Regions from separate parts of the Gossypium hirsutum genome. Here region 1 is linked to region 2. Evidence: chromatin contacts called from public Hi-C data. All regions are on one chromosome and are shown on one strand. Each heading gives the region's core, a stretch centred on a gene start, on an enhancer-like site or on the middle of the called end of the contact. The rest is flanking DNA. Distances are from core to core; before and after follow the strand shown. Region 1 holds the start of LOC107922133 (probable serine/threonine-protein kinase PBL21). Region 2 holds the start of LOC107921047 (coiled-coil domain-containing protein 115).

Evidence for each region. Hi-C and Micro-C count contacts between places; a contact is called where the count stands out from the background.
Region 1: a Hi-C map of leaf shows a contact between it and region 2, with 2.0 times the contacts expected there. The contact joins the promoter of LOC107922133 here to the promoter of LOC107921047 in region 2. A contact is called at or near these places in 3 of 34 Hi-C or Micro-C datasets (all in leaf).

What each region holds. Positions count from the first base shown.
Region 1 is chrD01:15,923,574-15,928,599 of Gossypium_hirsutum_v2.1, forward strand. LOC107922133 (probable serine/threonine-protein kinase PBL21) reads left to right here and starts at 2,975. Exons shown (of 7, transcript XM_041087135.1): 1 at 2,975-3,479; 2 at 3,909-4,267; 3 at 4,501-4,664; 4 at 4,837-5,026. The coding sequence starts at 4,168.
Region 2 is chrD01:15,755,630-15,760,365 of Gossypium_hirsutum_v2.1, forward strand. LOC107921047 (coiled-coil domain-containing protein 115) reads left to right here and starts at 2,225. Exons shown (of 6, transcript XM_016850903.2): 1 at 2,225-2,491; 2 at 2,816-2,939; 3 at 3,687-3,824; 4 at 4,088-4,137; 5 at 4,426-4,513; 6 at 4,592-4,736. The coding sequence starts at 2,345. The coding sequence ends at 4,692.

The DNA of each region.
Region 1 (5,026 bases), core at 1,725-4,224, 170 kb after region 2:
AATATTTAGGGTTAATTAATTAAATAAATGTATTTTCTTTTTTCTTTAACATTAATCTTATTATAAGTTTTTATTGTACTGGCTCTTTTTGATATAATGTCTAAAATTACTCATAACCCTTCGTCAACCATTAAATAAGAAGATAATGCGCTTCAACGCACTCGAACCTACATCCTCTTGCACTGACAACAATACCGATACCAATAAAACTAAAACTCAATCGACAGTAAATGAGTTTTTTGAAATTGAGAAATATGTTTGTAAGTTATTTTATTAATTTATAGATGGAGAAGATAATATAACCCAAATAGTAATTTGTATGTAAGAAGAAAAATGCTACCGTAATTATTTAGATAATTAATATTTTAGTGATCCAATCATTAAATTTATCAATATAATTGTACTTGTCATGCATGTAAATTTTCGAACCGATCTGACATCTCTATCATGTTGATCTAAAATACTCTATATATTAATGTATATTCAACGATTGAACTTTTTTTACATAAAACAAATGGCTAGAAATTTCAAATTAAATTAAAATTTGATATGTATGATCTACATAAATAGACCATAAAATATAACACTTGGGTCTCAAAAATATTAATCACAAAAATAATTACAGAAGTATGTAAAATTACTTTAATTTTTACACCGTACAAGTGAACCTCTCCCTTTTAGCAAAATATGTATATCAACAAGTTTTAAAAATTTCTCTCTCTCTCTATATATAAAAAGGTTCACGTCTTAAATAAAAAATGCAACTTATGATCATTAAATATGAATATCTCAAATGAGTTCAATGTTGTAAGATCGGACCAATGGTCAAATTAATTAGTCCATTGAATTTTAGTTCAATCGATTATATCTTCGGTTCAACAATAATTAAATAAATATATATTTGCATTTGGTTGGATTGTTTTTTTTTTTCTCTTTGCCGTAGTTTGCTCTATAATTTATTATCGACCACTGATTAGACTGTTTTCTTTTTTTCTATAGGTACAATCCATTTCTGATAACACAATTGAGTTTGTGATATAATCGAAAAGACTTTTGTTGAAATGCAACTCTAATTGATATTTTTTTTATATAATGCATACTTTTATTTGTAATTCCTCCTCAGCACTTAATTCGGAAAATAAATACGCTTAAACGCACTTCAACATATATCTTTCTTATTGCTGCAATTAAGAAAAATGAGTGTGCTAAAAACTGAGTTATATTTATTAGAATTAATTAATTCCTTATAATTATTTTTTGGTATAAATTTAATAGAATATCAGATATAATAATTAAAGATGATTGTGTTAAACGTAGTAATGATAAAATCATGTTGATAATCTTCTCACATTTGTAATTAAAATCACTACGTAAATCTTACAAACAATAAATATTATTTTAATAATTTTTATGGTAAAAGAAATGAAAGGGAAAGCTTCCATTAATGATGCTCAATAGGAGTTAATTGAATTTGGGAAAAATAAAAGTAGTATTGATATAAAATTCCTCAAGAGTCAAGATTTTTATTTATTGAGCTAATTGCACTAAATATCCCAAACATTTACCCTCATTTTATGTTGGTCATTAAGCTTCAAATCGTTCTAATTACATTTTCATACTATTTAGATTATATCAATTAGGTCATTACATTACAAAAATAGTTAATTTAACTGTTAAACGATACATCAAAATCTTATGCGACATAATTTAAAATAAAAATTTTAAGGAAAAAAATTAAATATTGTAAAAATAAATGTCTTAAAAAATCTTAGTTTTGAGGTTTTTAAAGCTTTCACAAAAGCTTTATTGTTCACTCTTTGTTATTTTTAGTTTTTACTTTAAAAGTTATGGGACAATGTTCTATTTTTCTTTATTTTTTTCATTTTGAATTTAGCTACATAGGATTTGGTGTGTGATTCAATGGTTAAATTAACGCTTTTAATAAGGGAAGGATCTAATTGATATAATATCAATAGTTTGGGGAAGTAATTAGAATATTTTGAAGTTTGGGGAAGTAATTAGAAGTAATTAGAATATTTTGAAGTTTGGGGACCAAATTGAAATGAGGGTCATAGTTTGAGGATTCTAGTGCAATTAACTCTTATTATTTACAAATTGTGTCCCTAATGTTTAACCATTTTCTGAATTTGACCATATTTTTTTTGTCACGTTAGCTCTCAACCTTCAAAATTTAGGGTGGGTTTGGATGAGTGATTGAGTGCAGTGCAATCTGTTTAGTTTACTTTTTGTCTCACGTTACAGCATCTAATTTCACCGCTACCGTCGTTTTTACACTAACAGTGGGTAAACACACCGCCCATCCAAACTCACCCTTAGTCAAATTACTTTTTTTAGGACAAAAAAGATGACTAAACTATTAAAAGTTTAATGAAATAAATGTGACAATTTGTGTGACAGTTTATGTGTATTTTGTTGCTATTATGGATAAGTTTTTTTTTCTAAAAGACATTGTGAACTTTTTTTTTGAAAATTATTGAATTTTTAAATATTTTCAACTTTTTCTAAATTTTTACGAAATATATAGAAATAATCATGTGAATATAATTAAACTTTTAATGATTCAATTACTTTTTTCATCTATGAGAAAATAAATTGACTAAGGGTGAATTTGGATAGATTATTGGATGCGGTGCGTTTAGCTTACTTTTTGTCTCACGCTACAGTATATAATCTCACAGCCCACCGCTATTTTTACACTAATTATAAGTAAATGCACCACCCATCCAAATTCAACTAAAATAGATATTCAAAGTAACGAAAACTTAAATTTATTATTACAACTTTTAACTTTTTGGGGTGAACTAAAAGCTTCAAAATTGGGAAACGTGCAAGGAGAAGGGAAAAGAATCAAATACATGGGAGACGTTTTGTCTTATTGAGAAGCATCACATGGATTTGACGTGAATGCATTTTTATTTTCCTGACACCATCTTCTTAATTTCCTTTTCCTAAAATTCATAAACCATACCCAATCCCAATCCAAATCCAAACCCAAAATTGTTCTCACTTTTCGACATCCACCCTGAATTAAGGGTTACATTTCCTTTTGGTAATAGTGGTGATGACTATCTGAAGAAGACTTAAGAGTGATTATTTGTATTCACAAAATCCAAATAATTGGGAAAGAGTGAAAGCGGGAGAAGATGGTGGTTCTTCTTCTTCTTCTTCCAAACCCCACAACCACGGTAGTAATAAGAAATAATGATAAAGAGGCGAGTGAATTAGAAAGCAGATATTAAATTTAAAAGAGAATGGGGTCGGGTGGTTGAAAGAATGAATCAGGGCCGTGTCGTCCTTATTGCAAAACGCGTAGCCCCAATCCCATCAAAAATATAAAGAGTGTGTGATATCAGTGTCAAATGGCGTAAGAAAGGGAGGGGATGGAGGGCAGAAGGGGGAAAGCAAGGGAGCCAGCCAGAGGGGCCACCCACGCAAGGAGAGGAAAGGCAGGCACTAAGGTTTAAATGTGGAGAGCGACCTGCTACAATCATGCACTTCATATGTTCCACTGCTTCTTTTTATTCATTTTTCCATCTAATTTCAAAACACTTAGAAATCACGCCAAAAGATGATTTAATTTTATAAAAGTAGGAAACAAAAAGGCAACCTCATTATTGTTTGCCGCTAAATCTGGCCCTTAATTTCTCGCTATCTCACAAACACTAAATTTGGCACATGATTACCAAAACACAACTTCCTCTCACTTTTACCCTTCCCCCTTCTTCTCTTCTCTGTTGTTGTAATTTTCTTGTTCCAATCCACTTCCATTATTACTTTTTTTGTTTGCTTTCCTTCCTTTTAATTATTTTCTTCGTCATTTGCCAGTTAATTTTTTTTTTAATAAAATTATTGGCTGAATTTTCGTTGTTTGGCACGTTTTCATACAGAGATTTCTCTGTTTATTGCGCTGCGTTTTGTTGAGAAATTCGAAAAGCATTAAGGCTGCGCCAGTGCTGGTCTTTTGTTTGGAGTGAAGAGAAGAGAAGAGAAGAGAAGAGTGAGTGTTTTTGCTTTCTTTTAGATGCGGAAAGGTGGATTTGGTTTAAGGAAAGAAGCGATGGGAGATTTTGGTTAATGAATTCTAAGTAGGTTTGTTTTGGGAGTGTTCAAAGTTCAAATTGGGTTGTTTAATTGCACTGAAAGAGGATGAGTTGTTTTCCCTGCTTAAATCCTCGTTCTAAAGATGTAAGGATCGACATTGACAATGGAAGTCGAACTAATTCTCGCCATTCTGCTGATTCGTCAGGTCCATTTTTCTTTCCCCCGCTTCTCTCTTGGTTTTTGTGTGTGTGTGTGTGTGCGCGCGCATAATTTGCTTATTTGTTCTTATTTTTGGTAACCTGTTTCCGGCGCTACGAAAAGAAAAGCAAGTCTAGACGGTAATGCTAAGGGTTTTCATACCCAATTTCACTTGGAAGCTTTTTTTCTTCACAGTGGATTTGATTATTAATTTTTTTTTCTTTTTAATTTGGTAAACAGAGCATAAGAAAGGAAGTGATCAAGGAAAAGGCTCCAAAGGTAGTGGAGCACGTAGTTTCACATTCCGAGAGTTGGCAACAGCAACCAGGAATTTCAGAGAAACCAATTTGCTTGGTGAAGGAGGATTTGGAAGAGTTTTTAAAGGTCGATTGGAAACGGGGGAGGTAATTTGTTGCTTTTCACTTTTCCTTATCATCACTTTGCCTTTCTGGTTAAATTGTATAACTTTCAAATTTATGTATCTCTTTAGCATATTCCCAGAATCTGCCGTCTATTTACTTCTTGTGTAACTTTTTGAAATTTGAGTTGGATCATTTATTGTCTGTAACCAACCAGATTGTTGCAGTGAAGCAACTTAATCATGACGGTCTTCAGGGCCATCAGGAATTCATTGTTGAGGTTCTTATGCTCAGCCTGTTACACCATGTTAATCTGGTCACCTTGATTGGCTATTGCACTGCTGGAGATCAGAGGCTCTTGGTTTATGAATACATGCCAATGGGCAGTTTGGAAGATCATCTTTTTG
Region 2 (4,736 bases), core at 975-3,474:
TCGCGACACCTAGGCTTCAATGTCGTAGTACCTTAGACAGTAGTGAACTCATTGTTGTGGGGGTTTCAGTGTTGCGGCATCACTGGTGTTGGCTCCAATTCCTTCATTTCAACACCTCCAGGGATATCACAACTCAGGAAGCTCGATATCGCAACATTGGCTTGGTGTCGCGACATCCTACCTTTGATGGCGCGACTCTCTCGATAGTAGGCTTTATGTTGATTTCGCGTTGAATTTTTACATCCTCAAGATGAAAGGGTTTGGTGTTGCAGCATTAATATCAGCAGTGTTGCGACACCTACTTTGAATGATGTTTTCCTTGAGGTTGGGCCATTGTCATCTTCCTACACTAACTCAAACACCTCGTTAGGTCCCCTATGGCACCATGTTGCCAATTTGGTTCTTAAAAGGGGAAAAACTCAACCAAAAACATTTATTAATGGTGAAAGCTAAAATTCAACAAAAGCATAGAAATGACACTTAATTTACTTGAGAATAAGCTCCTAGAGTGTATTAGAGAGTCTAATTTGACGTATTAAACTATGGCAGATCATTTATTCTTATGGTGGTGGTGAAGACTCTACATTTAAGAGTATCAAAAGCTCCTGAAACATTAATATAGTCATTGTATTGCATTAAGTGGTTGGGTCCTTGTCACCTTCATAGATTTCTTTAGGGAATTCGAAACTCTGTGGCAAATTGACAACTACTACCTTAAGTATGAGGGGGTTATTGGAACATGATATGCAATCCATGTCTTCAGTATCAAGCTTTAGAGCCTGAATATCTTACTTCAATACCTCCATTTCGTCATGCTAGGTTTTTGCTTCTAAGGAAAGACCGATCTTGGTTAGTACTTTAGGTGTGCATCGTGAACATGAGCATTAAGGGAAGAAACAACATAACCATTATGCCTTTAAAACTAAACGGGGGTTGTCCTACTCTTAACTTTCTTATTACCTCAATTTGATGAAGTTGTTGTTCTAGGTAGATAATTCATTGTCATTTGGTTTCTTAGGGCCTTTATGTGTTTTTTTAGTTCTAGAAATTGTTGGGAGAATGAATTGGGGTTACAGTTAGGATTTTGGGTTGTTTGCTCATAGAATTTGGTATTAGGCATATGTTTGGTGGAGGGGGGAGGAATGTGGTATTATACCTATGTTGTTGATTATACCAGTTTTCAAGTGTCACTATAGGGGTTGTAAGGACAAGCTAGGTGAGGATAGCTTGTTTAGTCAACGTGTTGGGTGGTAATACTAGTGGTTAAAGTGGGATTTTCGGTGATGGCTTCCACAAGACAAGTCATTTTATCACTATTGACTACACCAATTGTTGAGGATTAAAAAAGGTAGAAGGGGGAGATGACAATTTACATTATGGTAAGGTGTTAAAAGTCGTCGGAGGAAAAAAAGGAAGAAATATATGGCATGGAAGAGGAAAGTTGAAGAGGAAGAATAAGAAGAAGAAATAGGAGAAGGAGAACTCTTAAGGCCAAGGATGGGTATTTATAGGTGAGGATGACCATCCCTTGGCACTAGGTCTTGGCACGTGTCTATGCTAGCCTTATTGTAGATGATCACTTAGAGAGCATGATAACCTTTTAGATGGGGGACGATGTGATTGACATGGATCAAGTTAGACTATGCAAAAGGAGGGAATCAACACTTGCCCTTGGCGAGGTAAATTAGAGCTATACCATGTGTCAAGCACGTATACATTCATGTTTGATGGAGTGATGTGTGTAAGCAAAATCATCACCAACAAAGTTAAGACTATATGGGGGTGAGGATGGTGAAACCATTCTGGCAAGGTGCTGATAATAATACAACAGTATTGTTCAGCGCAAGTCCATGACTAAGAAAAGGAAGACAAAACCGTGTAAAAGATACATACTTGGTCTGTAGATAATCGATTGTCAGTTCCTCATAATGAGCCCCGTTCATTAATTAAATAATACTCGCAATCAAAGCTGCAGCTTCACTTTCCATAACAAAAGTCAATAAATTAAGAGTACATAACAATCAAATTCATCATCCTGAATGATGGGATAGTAATCACTCTCTCATATTCGACTATTTGGGTGTGTACTCAGTCAATACTGTTCATCGTCCCAAGGATATTGGGCTTAAACTCCAGATGGCCTGGCTCAATGTGTTTCTACATGTGTTCGTGGGCCTTTACCTATGAGTTTTCTAATCTATAGGCCTAAAGGATCCTATAATTTATGTAATCCATAATGCCCTCAATGTTTTAAGTTGCGAGTTGTGCAACTCAATCTCAGTCATACTGGGATTGGGAGTTGGGACTGTAAGGAGAAGAAGGTGGTATTTTTGGGTTTCGGAAGATGGAAGTAGTAGATCATGAAACCCCAAGCTTGGAAAATGGGAAAACTGACAAAGAAGTAGAAGAGAATGCAAATGTTTTACAATTTATGGACTCCATGGACGCTTATTTGACCCTCATTCATTCTTTATCTTCGACACTTCGCCGGGTAAGAAACATCTTTTCTTTTTTTCGCCCTTTCTCCGATATATTTGATTGGATTGATAAATGATGAAATTTCAACTTTGATTAGATATAATTAGTTCTTCAGTTATCAGAAATGCTTTAGACAATGAACATGTAAATCAGGGTTAAGTTCATTACCAAGTGAAATAAGAAGATGCATTGATCCAGGCATCACCCTTTGAATCCTGATTGTTTTATCTACTTGTAGTTCCCTGTTTATGCCACCCAGCTTCGATCTTTTTTTCTGCTTTTGTTTTTCCCCAATTTTTTTTTTCTTGTTTTGGTCTTAATAAGTACCAAAAATCAGGGATGGTTGGAACTGGCAAGTGCTCGACATTCCATGGGTGCTTCACGGGTGAATACTGTCTTGTTGGACCATACGTCTCATCCTGCTGCTACATCATTGCTTGTAACCCAAGATGAGGGAAAAGGTATTTATCAGCTTTATCTACAAAAGCAATCAGATCCTGGTATAAATTGTTCGGCATAGTGCTTCAAGCAGACTTTGTAAACTAGACTGCAGAGGGTTATCTTATAGTAGTGGACTCGGTGTAGTCAATATTGTCAAGGCACCTGCACCTTGCACATCAAGCCATTTTTGACAAGGCCCATTTGACCTGGCGCCACTAGATGCGCTTTTTTGTATACCTTTATAAGTAAGAAAGTGATAGTATTAAACTCTATATTTCTCAATACTTGAGTATTCAACTATAGACATGGACCATAAAGAAATCATGCTTGTTGACTAATAAAAAGTTTGCTTGTAGACCACAGTTTAGAGTTTGTTATTTCTTAAGCTTTATACACGCACAGAGAAATACACACATACATACTGGCACATAGAAAACTCACACATATACATATTACACTTTACTTCACTCAGGCCAATATATTTTTAGTGCCTTGAACCTAAGCCAATGTAAAGGTTCTAGTGCCTAGAGTGCTCCTCATGCCCTTGACAACATTAGGTGTGATTGTTCTGGTGGCACCTGCATGTGGGTACTTGTATATGAATATGAAATGATTTTACTCTATTAGGTTTTACTGTTTTAGACAGCTAGATCTAAAGCCCCTTGTTATTGAATTCTCATTCATATTGAAACATATGGTTATGGGTTTTACCTGTTCGTTTACCTTTTTGCTATAAGGAATTTTATTTGATTTATGATCTGTAATAGTTGACTCGGGCAAACCACACTTTACATTATGCAAATGGGCATCTTCTAGCAATGAGAACTCCTTGTTGGGGGAGAAACAATCTAGCCAAGACAAATTACATCCACAGCTGCGACACAGGGGCAGTACCGAGCTTTATGGTATGTTTTGGCCCTCTATATAGAAGTAGACACTCTCTTTGGATGTTAATTATAGCACGAAGACATACAATCAACTGAAAGTCTGAAACTATTTGCAAAAAAGAAAAAAAAAAGTGTTTTGGAACTATTGTTGTTAGGCTCATTCTTAGGTAATCTTTAAATTGAAACCAAATGATGGGAATTACAGAATTCCAATTGCAAACCATAATTGCTTCTTAATGGTTTGGTATGTTTTCTCACATTTTCCTTCTGTCTGTTTTAAGAGGAGAAGACCTCATCTGAGAATAAAGCTTCACGTGAAGTTGATGACCCAGTAAGTATCCTATTTCTACCACTCTTGCTCCTTCTTTGTTGTTGTTTTGCTTTCGGTTTCAGTTTCAGTTTCAGTTTCGCAGAATGCTTATTTTATTTATTTGAAAGTAGCTGTGATGTATCTGTTTTAGTAGTTTCCAGGGCCAACTAGAAAAACCTTTTTCTATGATATATTTGTTAAGGAAGCTTACATGATAGATTTTCCTGTTAAATTTGATTGTTTTAGTAAATTCGAATAGAGAAACAATCACATGGACTCATTTTGGAAAACTTTGTGTCTCCGGTTTAGGTTCAAAAGGAGAGATCTAAATCACTGTCAATGTTTGGAACTCTTGTTTCTCCAAAGCTTCGAGCCGCCCAGCTATCCTTTGAGGCAGGTGTGAACTTTTAGGTCAATGCTCTTGATCATATTTCAGTACAAGATGAGACTTAGCTTACAAATTGTATTATTGCAGCACTAGAGACACTTGTAGAGATAGCGAACATGCGCTCGGAAATGGTCTGCACTTTTGATCAAGTCAACATGAAATTGGCAGGCAGAAAGGATGAAAAATAGTTGTTTTCATTCTGGTAACTCTGCACAATATTTATTATTCCCCT